Linked DNA regions of Mus musculus: region 2 is linked to region 1. Evidence: chromatin contacts called from public Hi-C data. All regions are on one chromosome and are shown on one strand. Each heading gives the region's core, a stretch centred on a gene start, on an enhancer-like site or on the middle of the called end of the contact. The rest is flanking DNA. Distances are from core to core; before and after follow the strand shown. Region 1 has its middle 36 kb from the start of Gm32642. Region 2 overlaps Gm32728 (a long non-coding RNA gene).

Region 1 (6,541 bases), core at 2,229-4,728:
AAGAGATCCCCATGATTTTGGAGACTAGGAGCTGTGTACAATAAAAACAGGACTGAACACCAATATTTATTAATTCATTGCAATTAGCCATGAAGATCAAACAAGTATTGGGAGCTATCAATCAATGTAACAGGCCTCTAAAACTTAGCATAACCGATGCCATGTTAGAGCTAGCGTTATGACCTTAAAATCCAGCATGTAGGCCCCAACACCTGTCAAACTGTAACAAAGTTCTAATCCATCAAAGACCTAGTCCATAGTTCCAGGAACATCCCTAAATGTACAAACTTTGTTTTTTGGCACCTATAGTTCTGCTTCTTGCTAACTGAAGTGTGACAATCAAGATATAGTGTCAATGCATCAAAGACAAAAAGCTGTAAAGCTTGGGGCTGCATGATTTGGATAAGTTTCCTGGGTAGCTGTTGGCTGGCAATAAAGGCTGTTTTTTGGCTCTCATGATATCCATGTGGTAGTCTCTGGTAGCCTTGTCTTGCAATACCAGGGCCTTATTTTATATCCCAGTTACATATCATCTCTGGGCAGAATAAAATGACCACCAATAACTTTGATTTCTATGCCTAGAAAAAAAATAGAATGATCATACCTAGCTTCCAGAAGTCATCTTGCCAAACCAGAAGTCCAAGTAGATGTCACTTATAGAGAAGGTTACATGACAAGGGTAGGCAATATGCCCTGGTAACCATTGCTATCACCAAAGCCATGCTTGTCTCAGGGATGAGATACTCTCCCTACCTAGCTGAGAGACTGTGTACCCTTCTGTGACCATGCTGAACCAATAGATCATTGGAGTCCATTGAGGAAGCACATATCATGACTTATGACACTCTACCTTGCTGTGTGGTTCAAGAAGCAGTGGTCAAAATATATCCCTCTCTAAAAGTGGGATTATATAAAGGTAAACAAGTTTTTTTTTATTAAAACAAACAAAATACAAAGAAAGGTATTTGGTCTACTCCAGACCAGAAGGAGGAGAGGAGGAGGAGGCGGGAGGAGGAAGGAGGAGGAGGAGGAGGAGGAGGAGGAGGAGGAGGAGGAGGAGGAGGAGGAGGAGGAGGAGGAGGAGGCAGAAGCAGCAGCAGCAGCAGCAGCAGCAAGAATGACAGACAGAAAACAGCCCCACCGTAGTCATGGCCAGCTCTTCCATGCAGAATATACTTTTGTTTCACACAATTATTCAACTATTGAATTTATGTTCCCAGTAGTGGCCTGAGCCCCAGCAAACTACTCTACATTTTGCTGGTTTTGTGAGGGTCCATTGGCAGACAGTAGAAAGCAGCTTCTGGTGTACAGAGGAGGGAGACATATACACTATGACCTGGGAACAGAAGAAGCCCCACTGAGAGGTGTAATGAAGTGATCTTAAAGGAGAAACTGAAATGTCATAGACAAGAAGAAGTGGAAAGCCATATCTGATTGAGGAAATAATGAAGAAGAAAAAGAGAAAAATGTCTGAAGGAGATGGGCAGGGAGAAAGCCTGTGGTTCTAGGGCATCCTTCCCAGACTTGGGAGAAAGAGAAGGTCTTGTAAAACCATGTTTAGTGATCCCATAATTACCTTCACCCCAGGAAACAGGGAAATGCCAAAATGAAAGCGATTTTTCCAGGGCACAGATTCCTCCTTGGACTCAGCCCCAGAGACTCAGCATGTCCTGTCTGGCTGGGACATTCCATTAAAGCCAGCTCTTCAGGGATGCTGACTTTTCCCAGTGGCCCAGCTTCTTAATGGGCACAGTGCCTGGCACAAGGTCATTCTGAAATAGATATTTGCTGAAGAGCACATCGCAATGAGTGAGTCCATTGCTTTCCAATTTGGGTTTCCTTCCACTTTTATGAAAGAGCCTCAAGCAAGGAATTCCAGTCCCTTAACTATGAGATTTGTTGGCTGAAAAAAAAACGCGGGGAGGGGGAATTTGTTATGAATGAGGCAGTGGAGAAGAGCAAATGAAATGCGGATCTATCTAGGAAAGTTCCTGATACACAGAAGCTTCTAAGGCAAGTGTTCCAAGATCAAGTACATGCAAAGACAGACAAAGATCCTCAGAAAAGTTCTCTCTACAACATAGCCATCTTGCCCTCTTCATTTATCTTCCCTGAGACTGCAGGGACGTAGTTTCTGATGCCACTCCCCTCAACACTTCTGGAAAATTTGTCCTATCAGTCCCCAGTGTTTTCATCCCCAAAATGGGGACATAGACTTGTTTTCCAGAAAGTTCCATTGGGCATGGAAACCCCCATCTACCCTGCAAGACCCGAGAAAGGAGCAATGTTTATTTCCAGTGTGTTGGGCAAGAAAGTGGTTCAAGTCAGAAGGGACTAACATAATTATCTGTTTATCTCTGAGATGTGACCTGCGGATGCTTCTGTTCAAACACTAGTGTTTAGCAATGCTCAGCTGGGCATAAAACATCCATCTGCTCCTTGGGTTGGTAGTGGACAAAGCCTGCTGGGGACAGAGCCTCTCAGTTTCAAAAAATGTGAATTTTTTGGTATTACCCAGAGTAATTCAACTGGTGGATACACCAAGAGTAGCTCAAGGACCAAGTAATCTGTCTTCTGCACTTTAATTGACACGGATGGTGGCATTTCTTTCCTTATCAGAGAATTAAACAGAGACAAAGTAGGACCTAAAATATGAATTTAGAAAATCACGAATATATCAAGGGATACTAAGTTACTGATTTGCCTTGGGGGTTCTTGCACAACTGGGAAATGGTTGAAAGAGATTGCTTGTGGGGTAGGGTCAACTTAAAGTAGCCAAAGCAGCAGCAAAGCTTTAGAGATTGTCCACTGTGGGGAAGACATTACGGCATCAACAGGGGGAGAAGTGGGTGAATAATAAGTAGAGGACAACTGTGGTCAGAGGTGTTTGCTTGTTTGTTTGTTTACCTAAGTCAAGTGAGAGAGACTCATTGTGGACATAACAGAGCCAGCAATCACCATGGAAGTGCTGAGACAGACAATGGAGAAGACAGGAAGTTTGTATGGGCCTACTCTGCTGGAGTGGTGGGAGATTGGTCCATAGAGGCAGCATGGGTTTGAACAGAGAGAAGGGGCTCAAGGTGCAGGAAAGGGCACAAAGAGGTTCTAACATGAGAAACACTGGACTGTAGATGGCCCTGCCATGGGGGTATGGGGGTCATCAGTAAACCATCAGGCTGGCTCGGCATCAGCTGGTTAGATAATCCCAGTTTCCACCTCCTTCTTTGTCACAGAGTGGGTGGGCCACCTGGTGCTAGTCACCCTCCATCTCAGTCCATCAGTAGCTTAATTTGCAATTGGTTCAGACACAAAATATAAAACTTGAACATGAAGTTTGTGTGCCACTGATTCTTCTAAACTTTTCAGAAATGACTCGTCCTGGCCAAGTGGCATTAGGTAGATGTTTAAGAATCCTCCAGAATCCTAAAGGCATATCACTGGATGTGACTAGCCAGCGTCATTTCTGTTCTTCCCTCAAACTGCTGACTGCAAGTGTGAGTCAGAAGGATGGCAGCACGACACAGTGTGACCACAGCTGCACCCACTAGGTCATGCCAGGAAGATGAGCCAAGTGGGCTCGTGTTCCTATGATCCTGAATCATAGCTCTGACATGCTGCCATGGAGTTAGGGCCAGGCTACAGCTGCCCCTCTTGAAAAAAAAAAAGTCCCTAGGAATGGCAGGGAAGCTCTTGCAGAAACACACTTTGGTGAGCAGATTGGCCCCCAAGGATGTCTTCACTGGAGTCCCTGGAATCCATGATTGTGAGACCCCCATGTGGCAATGGGGAATTACAGTTGTGGGTGGGCACCTAAGGCTATTGATCAACAGTCCTTGAGGAAGATCATTCTGTGTTACCTGGGGAGGCCAGGGCTGAGGAGATGGCTCAGTGGGTAAAGCCGGACAACCAGAGTTCAGATCCCCAGTACCTCATGAGATGCTCATGCGTCTGTGGTCCTGGTGTGTTTCCATGGGGAAATGGGAGATAGAGACACTAGGAGATTGGAGGCTGGCTAGTCTGGTAGGCACACAGTGAACAATAACAGAGTTTATTTCAGACAAGGAAGAAAGGGAGGCCGGACACTTGAGGTTGTTCTCTCTACCCCCCATACACACTCACACTCACATTCACACACACACACACACACACACACACACACACACACCCTCACATGCATATGCACACTTCAAAATGATGATTTCGATGATGGTGGTAGTGGTGGTGGTGGTGGTGGTGGTAGTGGTGGTGTTCAAATGGGCTAAAAAAAAAAAAAATAATCAGAAGGTCCTTAAAAGAACAGGAAACAGAAACGGAAGGGCATTACATGAGAAAGACGGCTTAATGTTCCTGGCTTTGAAGGCAGAGGAAGGAGCTTAAACCAAGGAAAGTGAGTAGTCTCTCAGCAAGACAGGGAAAGAAACAGGTTCTCCTTTTGAGCTACCAGGAAGGATACAGCAGCAATTCACCTTCATTTTAGGCTGGTGAGATCCAGATTGGGTTTCTAACCTATAGAACTGTATGATGACAAATGCATGATGCTTAAAGCTGTCATGACGGTGGTCACTAGAGCAGTAATAGGAAAGTAATATACTTACTTACCACCTGATACACCCAATTCTTTTTGAATTCCTTAAATTCCTTTAACTCATACATTCACTCAACTGCTCATGCATTACTGTCTACATGTATTAATGCATCCTGGGCTTTGGGTTGCTAACTAGTAAATGGCAGGGGAAAATGCTGTTGGATTATTTTGAGGGTTAAATAGATCACTAAAGGCTTCGAGTATGTTGACAGCCATCCTGCAAATGTTTGTGAGTGTTAATTGCCTCTATTTTTATTGTTCCTGTTGTTCAGTCAGCAAGAGTCACTGGCACCAGGCTTATGTCAGCTGTGTCTGAGCTCAAGTCCTTGTTCCTGGGTGGAAAAGCTAAGCTTTGAAGGATGCCCTCCAGAAAGTCTCCCTCAATAACTTTCATCTCATTGGCCATTATTCCCTTTAAGGCAGACTAGTAACTGTCATTGGTTAGTCAAACTTTAGGTTCCCTATGAATAAAACCAGAGATTTTATTTTTTTAATTGGGAAACAAGGGAGGTAGAGTATCCCTAGGATGCTGTCCACAATTTATGGAAACATTTGACCCAAAGAAGTTGTGGGGGAAAGGAAAAGATAAATTATGTTGTCTCATTTCATCTCTCCACCACGCTGCAAGTTCAGTAGTTTCCCTCTCAAATCAGTGTGATGAAACAGAGATGTGAGATCTGCTATTGATATGGGGAAAGGCAAAAGAGAACCTGGAGCAATGAGTTGCAAATCTACATGCATGCATCTAGCCATTGTGTTATGCCCGGTGTTGGGGGTTGACTGTAAACACACCCATCCTGAGGTCCTTTGGAAGACCTTTATGCTTCATCCCCAACTTGCATGCCAGCAGATGCCTCATACCCAGCACGGTAAAGTCTGGTTTCCTCTGTTCTTCCACCTCCACCCTTCCAGGAGAATGAAAGCAATATCTTCTTACCCACCACCATTCTACAACCTGACCAACTTCATGGAACTGGAAGCATTGGTCATCTTGGGAGCCTCTTTCAAAGGGATAGCACTCTCCCTCCTTTGAGAAGTCCCCTGCTTGGCTGACCTTCACTGCACAGCTTCAGGAGGAAATAGGGGCTGTGCTCTGCCCTGCCTGTCATGTACCTACACCTGCTCACCAGTATTCTGCAGATCACGGAAACCCCTTTGGACTTTCCTGTCTACATTTCAGGACAATTTTTTTGATTCCCAAGTGTTCCCTGGAGAGGTGTCCCGTAGAAAAACAAAATATCCGGAATAAAACCCAATATGCTGAGACCAAGGCACAGGGGGCGGGGGGTGGGGGGGGGCGTTATCCCTAGAGATCCCACTGATCTAAGTCAAGGTCTGCCACCTCTTAACTTAAATGATGTTGAAAAACATTAAGAGTGAGATAAAGAATGGGTCAGGAAATAAAGTAGGGCCTTTACTATCATTTGAAAATAATTAGCTGACTTAATAGTAGACTCAACAGTTGAGGTGACACCTCTAGCAGTGTTGCTTTCTAATGCTAGCAGTGACTGAGGACAGAAAAGACTCACATCTGTCTGGAATCGCACCATAAAGCACAGGCAAGAGCTTCCCAGGCCTTCCCAGAACTCACTGCAGTAAGGCTATTTGGGGCCCAGGTGTAGGATTTGAACCGCAATGCTAAAGGTTCCTTGCAAGTATAAGAAGAAACTCTAAAGAACCATTACTTAAACACGGGCTTGCAACGTCTTCCTGCTAAGTAATGTCAGCATCCTCAATTGGCCGCTGTAATCAGCCTGTGTCCCTGACCACAGGAAGGCCAGGACGTGGTCTTACAGAGTGTGTACTGCAGCACTGCAGGTCACCTCCCACATAGCTTCTCTGCCTTCCTCTATGCATAACCATCCAACACCTGCTCCATAAAGGTCTTCTCCATGAGAGCAGCTGGGGCTTCTGTCATTTTCCCTGGCTGGCCCTCTGCATATTTGTTTTTCCTGG
Region 2 (6,541 bases), core at 2,626-5,125, 490 kb before region 1:
CTAGAAAGGTGGAAATTGGAAGTGCTTAATAGCCTGGTGATCTGTGTTGGTCCATATCAAGCCCCTACAACCAGGACTGGAGGTGGCTAGTAATCTAAATGACCCTTAAAGCCAGGGCATCCCCAAGTTCCCACAAGTGGGACCAGAGGTACCAAAAAGGCTAAATGACTGACTCTTACTTACATTACCTTTATAGCCAGAGGCTCCCCCAAGCTCCCACAACTAGGACCTTGCTATTGGGTTAATAGCCCAAATGACTTCTATTATGTCTGTATGATGGAGACCAGGCCAAACCCTTCTATAGGTTCTTAGCCCAGTATAGGTAGACAGCCTATCTCTAGAACCCATTTTCTTGGAAGAAATGACATGTTCCCTGAGTCAAGTTTTGATGTAATTACATTTCCTTGTGTATTGGGGATTGTAATTATACCAGAAAAGTTTGTCCCCCAATTATACTGTTGCCAATTATTCAATGGGAATAAAACACCTGGGAGCAGATTCCTGGAAGTCTTGAGCTAGGTCAACAAGGTCAGTCTGAACCCAGTTTTCATTCTTACCTCTTTGTGGTTTGCTTCTCTGTCTGCCATGCTCCTTATATGGCGCCCAACATGGGATCAACCTTACGCTATTCATTCATCCACCCATCCTTTCACTAATTCACAAACTATGGAGGCAATTCACGTCTCTCCAGGAAACCGTTGTTATGGCAGGCACTGAAGGATCAATGGTGAGAGAGGAAGATGGACAAGCACACGGGATGTAGAGGTACCTCTGTGCCTTTCTCATGCCAGGCCTTCCTTCACCACCTCTGATGTCAGTCACCCGGTGACCAGTTCTGACAGCTCAGACTCACCGCTCACCTTGCCTATATATCATCTATGTCAGGAACCTGCTGTCTTTCTGTTCTTGGCCTGTCTTCATTGTGGGTCTCTCTTAGTCCACATAGGCTTGTTCACACAAGCCAGTTGTTAATAATCATGCAGGACTTATTTTTTTTTTTAACAAGATATGGTGAGAGACATCCAAATATGGAACTGACTGTTAAAAGGAAGACATCCGCTGTCATGTATCCCTAGGCTCAGGGTGGATGGGATTCTGGAAATATTAGGATTGATCTGGAGGCTAAAGAGGCAAGGGAGAAGAGGGCAGGAGTGTGGGGAGTTCCTGAAGAAGTGGGAGGGCAAGTGGATGCAATAAATTAGCGAAATATTGAATAGTTTGAAAAATTGGAGTATCTGACTCTGGGGTATTGCTTGGTCTGAGAAAGGAGTAGGGGATGTGGTTTGGTTGGTTTATATCAAAGATGCAGCGACTTAACTATCCAAATGGGCTGGCTCTCAGAGGGGCCGTCTCTCCAAATGTTAAAACATCCATAATATGGAAAATAGAAAAAGAGTTCACATCAGGCACCACCCCTCCCCCAGAGCTGCCGGTGGAGCCTGTGAGTGTGTGGAGAAATGCTCCCCCTCTTGTCCTTCAAGGGACCCCGTTCCTGAGGCCTTCCTTCTGTTGCCTAGAGTGGCTTTGCAAAGCACTTGTGCTTTTCTGTGTGCTTTCCACACACACACTTTGAAGATATTTTTCTTCCTTCTGTCATTACCTCTTAGGCCATCAATCCTGTTCCTGAGATTTCACCCTCAGTCTTGTGTCTCCTGTGCCTGTTGGGAACCCCACGTAAGCTACCTAGATCTGGCAGCCTTGGGTCTTTCTTTTTTTCTTTTTTTCCTCCTCCTCCTCCTCTTCCCCTCCTCCTCTTCCCCCTCCTCCTCTTCTTCCTCCTTCTCTTCTTCCTCCTCCTCCTCTTCCTCCTCCTCCTCTTCCTTCTCCTCATTTCTTCTTCCTCTTCCTCTTCCTCTTCTCCTTCTCCTTCTCTTTCTCCTTCTCCTCCTCCTCCTCCTTCTCCTTCTCCTCATCCTTCTCCTTCTCCTCCTCCTTCTTCTTCTTCTTCTTCTAGATATATACATGTATATATGTACATATACATATATAATGTGCCGGTGGTTTACCTTCATGCATGCATGTGTGCCACATGTAGGCCTAGTGTCAGATCCCCTAGTAGTAGAGATACAGATGGTGGTTAGCCACCCTGTGGGTGCTGGGAACTGAACCTGGTCATCTATAAGAACAAATGCTCTTCACCACTGAACCATCCCTTGATCCCCTGCTTTAGAGTTTTGCACAGCACTCAGGGAAGCTTCCTTGAGAAAACCGAAGAGTCTGATTATTGGTTGGAAGGACTGGGCACAGAGCAGCTCAAGCAGGGAGAGCTTCAGTGACCAGACCCTGGGGCTAGGAGGAGGAACAGCCTATTCTAGGAAGACTTTCAGAGGTGTCCCCCCCCCTCCCTGCCTATGACTTTTTGCCAGTTTTTATAGTATTTCGGTCTTCACTGCTCCACAGAAACAAAATCCCCAGCATGCCTTGCACCAAGATCTAGCCACACATCACAAAGGGGAGAACTCATTTGAGTGTGGATATATGCCTATTCAATTTTGAGTATGTAAAGGTAGGTGAGTCCCCATATAGTCAAGGACAGAAATTCACAAGTAATTAGATTTAAGAAGCAAGTATTTGGCTTTGTTCCTCAGGGTAGTGGCAGCAGTGAGAAACAGTTGTTGTTTTTCCTTCTTCCTCTTAAGAGTCTCCAGATATTCGTCCTTTTTAAGTCTTGGGGCTGTCACAGGCTTTGCCTGGGTCTCCATACCACTAGCCTTGAAAAGGCATCCCTTGACCCTGGTCAATTTACTGTGGTAAGCCCCACTAGATCTCTGGCTTCATGACCTGATCCCCGATGCTAGGCTCCAAAGAGCTGGAGTCTCAAGATTTTGCCCTTGCACACAAGCTGAGGTCTAGGGTCTACTGGTGCTGCCTCTTCTTAAAGTGAGTTTAGTTTTTCTCGTTTATTCTCTTTGGATCAGGACTGTGATGTTTAAGTTTTACCTATGTAGGACTTGATAATTCTTTACCTTCAGTTACCTCAACCACATAAGGATGGTACTGAGTGTGACCCGAGCGACAGTAAAAGGTTTGATATCACCCTTTTCAGACTCTAGAGTTGGAGTGAATATCTGAGGCTGCCTTGATCTCCGTTCTCTTACGCATGTCTCTACGCGACGATTCCGGCCGCCGCCAGGGGGCGCTGTGGTCACGCGGCCGTTCTCCAGCCTCCCCAGCCTGGTGAGCCTAGCCTTGCCAGCCTAGCCTTGCCGCCGCCCCTCTTGGAGCGCTGACTAGTAGCAGCTCCGACTGGCCTCTGTGTTGTGTCCACATTCCAACCCGTCCGCCAATGCATGCTGTCACAGTTGGGAACTCTAATGAGATTCGGTACCTTCTGGCCTCAGTTTGCGAGTCTGGAAAGTGACTCTGTGGCACTGCCTGCTGCCCTGTGGCCACTCAGAAGCTCCAGGTCTCCTGGTTTCTCTTCCTGGGCTCACTGGGTCCTGGAACTTGGTGCCTAACTCAATTAGGTCCCTTCAGTTGTCTTGACAGAGAAAGCAACTTCTCTTTTGCTTCTCCCACCTTTCTCTTATACCTCCTCCCCCTTCCTATCTTTTACTGCTGGCCAACTGAGGACTTAGTTCGAGTCTGGTGTCTTTTCTCCAGAGGAGACCTTTGTTCTAAAGCATGATTTTCCCACCCTCAGATCCATTCTACAGTTGCTGCTGCCTACACAGGGTGAAAACTTAGAAGCCTCCGTCTAACAGCTTTGTTTCCAGCCCCGCCTCGGCCCCATCCTAGGAGGGAACAGAATTTAGGGATTTCCAAGTTCCAACCAGACTGGGTTGTTCTGGAGACCACCTGACACTTGCTCCAGAATGGGGATAGAGGACGCTTAAATATGTGCGCTTTTAGGTGGCTCTGGACCACTGAGGCAAGCTGCCTCTGAGAGGTGGGTCTTGAGCTTGCATTTTAACGTTTCACCCAGGGCGAGGCTGACCCTAGAGATTGCTGCTCCAAGAGGAACCTCCGACGTGGACGAGGAAGTGCCATCCAATCCCAGCAGGTGCAGCGGGCTTGAGTCCTTGGATCCGAGGGAAGATGGTTGGGAAGCTAAGAGAAGGGGCAGGAGAGAGGAGTCACTCCTGGCCGCAAGTGCTGAGTGGTAGCTTGCAGAGACCTGGGGTGGGCAGGTGAATGTGGAACTGGGGTGGGCCCTGTGCTCTTTAAAAGGTGGAGTTCTTTTAAAGAGCACAGGGCAAAGGCCCATAGAAAAACCTGAAATGACAAGTGATGACTGGTAGCCATTGTCCATCTCTGCCTGGGGGAGGCAGTAGTGAGCTACAGAAGGTTAGTGCTTCCCAAGGAGTCTCCTACCCGAGGGCAGGATAACAAGAAAGACCTAAAAGCCTTGGCTGACTGGAAGGAGACTGGACCACAGAGCACAGGCTGTGCCCTCTGCTACCCATCTTTGGGATGTAGGTCTTCCTTTGTCACCTGCTTCCTCCTGGCCCTCCCGAGGAACCTGTTATGACAGTGTTTGCAAGAAGCTGACAGAGCAATGAGAATAATTTAGAAATGCCGAACAGGGGACCCACACATCCATATTTTTTAAAGGCAGATATAAAAAATGTAAAGAGTGTAAAAGCGTGGCTCTCCCCCACCCCAACCCTGGCCTCCCAGAGACTTCCCCCAGGCAACAATTAGTACACGGGCTTCCTGCACAGCTTTCTACATACTGTGAGGCTACAAACACGTACGGCCATATGTCTCCCTTTAAAAATACAGCGCATTATACAGACTCTTCTACACCTTGCTTCGTCCTAAAAATACGTTTTAAAAATATATCTTCCAGACAGCTCAGTATCGCCATCTGAGGCTGCTCTCTGTCTCCCTGCGTGGTTGACGCTGTGTCCCCGGGGACAGCAGATCCTTCACATGCCAACTGACCACGGGCAGGTTGCTTAATTGGTCTGTACACCAGTTGCTCATTAAAAGGCGAAAGACAACAATCACAGCAATGACACTCATTTCATGAGCTCATGAGGAGTCAAGGTCACACACACACAGAAAACAGTCCGTATAGTGCCTGGTGGGCAGAAAGGGCTCAGCATACTACATACTAGTTGCCCATTAAAAAGAGACGACAACAACAACAACAACAACAATAATAATCTCATGAATTCGTGAGAATTCAAGGTCATAAGCAACAAACAGCCACTCCACATAGAACAATGATTCTCAACTTTCCTAATGCTGACCCTTTAATACAACATGGGGGTTCTCATGTTGTGCTGACCCCCAACCATAAAGTCATTTCATTGCTACTTCCTAAATTTGTATTTGTATTTTTTTTTTTTTTTTTGAGACAGGGTTTCTCTGTGTAGCCCTGGCTGTCCTGGACTCATTTTGTAGACCAGGCTGGCCTCGAACTCAGAAATCCTCCTGCCTCTGCCTCCCAAGTGCTGGGATTAAAGGTGTGTGCCTCCACGCCGGGCTTAAATTTGTAATTTTGCTACTGTTAGGAATCATAATGTAAGTAACTGACACACAGGATAGCTGGTAGGCGACCCTGTGTCGTCGTGACCTACAGGTTGAGAACCACTGGCTATGAGGTCTGGCATGCAGTAAGTGCTCAATGAATTTGGGTTACTAAGGTCATCACATTTTCACTCTGAATGCCCTGCCCGGCAGTGGGTCATGGAAGAGCTCTTGACTCTTGCCTCTCTCATCAGCTGTGTGCCCTTGAAAAGAAGAAAACTTTCCTGACTCTCTGGTCCTCCTGAACCATCTATAGCGTTTGATTTTAGCCACTTGCGGGGGGTGGGTGGGTGGTGGGGTGGTGGTGGTGGTGGTGGAGGTGGAGGGGACGAGATGAGATAAAGGACAAACGTGGCACCTGGGGAAGGGCCTAGCACATGTCAGTAATGAGAAACATCAGCAGTAGCTGTCCTTTAAGCCTTTACTGTGAGCCCGGTGTGGGACTTAAGTGGCCTCTTGTGAGCTCCTGGCAACCCTGTGCCATTTATCTCCCAGCTTTCGCAAGCCCTCCTGTGTGTCTGATGTGTTCTGTGCTTCTCAGTGGGCTAGCTACCGTATTATCCCTATTTTACAGCAAGAGGGTCGGATAGCCGAGAATAGTTCGGTTTAGGAGCTGGTGAGATGGCTCAGTGGGTAAGAGCATAGATAGACACCAGGACCCACATTTGAGGTCCTGGTACCAACATAAAAACCAAAAGCCAGCTATGGCTGTGCATGTCTGCAACCCGAGCTTTGGAAGGCAGAGACAGGCTGATTGGTTCCCAGGGCTCCCTGCCCAGCAAGCCCAGCAGAAATGGCAGGTGCTTGGTGAGAGACCCTTTGTTAAGGCAATGAAGTAGAAGGACAGAGGAAGACACCTGACACCCTCCTTTGGCCTCCATGTGCACACATGTCTGCACAATCATATTCATGCAAAACACATATACATATACAACACACACATACACATATACACATACATACACAACACACACATGCTTGACACACACATATACACATGCACACACATGTGCACACATGCATACACAACATATACATACACACATGCACACACTACACAACA

The links. Hi-C and Micro-C count contacts between places; a contact is called where the count stands out from the background.
Region 2: a contact with region 1 is called in a Hi-C map of embryonic fibroblasts, with 6 times the contacts expected there. The contact joins two enhancer-like sites. A contact is called at or near these places in 2 of 484 Hi-C or Micro-C datasets (embryonic fibroblasts and myocytes) and 3 of 115 datasets of contacts at active chromatin or transcription factors (the NIH/3T3 cell line, embryonic fibroblasts and fibro-adipogenic progenitors).

The regions. Positions count from the first base shown.
Region 1 is chr8:103,532,183-103,538,723 of GRCm38.p6, reverse strand. No RefSeq gene overlaps it. Among named protein-coding and RNA genes, the nearest start is that of Gm32642, 36 kb to the left of the region's middle. Within about 2 kb of position 3,478, at least 19 of the 459 cell types and tissues checked have an H3K27ac peak or open chromatin away from gene starts, as enhancers often do. A contact at or near this core is called in embryonic fibroblasts, where this site is marked.
Region 2 is chr8:104,025,450-104,031,990 of GRCm38.p6, reverse strand. All of the region lies in intron 1 of Gm32728 (a long non-coding RNA gene), which reads left to right. Among named protein-coding and RNA genes, the nearest start is that of Gm32728, 8.0 kb to the left of the region's middle. Within about 2 kb of position 3,875, at least 61 of the 459 cell types and tissues checked have an H3K27ac peak or open chromatin away from gene starts, as enhancers often do. A contact at or near this core is called in embryonic fibroblasts, where this site is marked.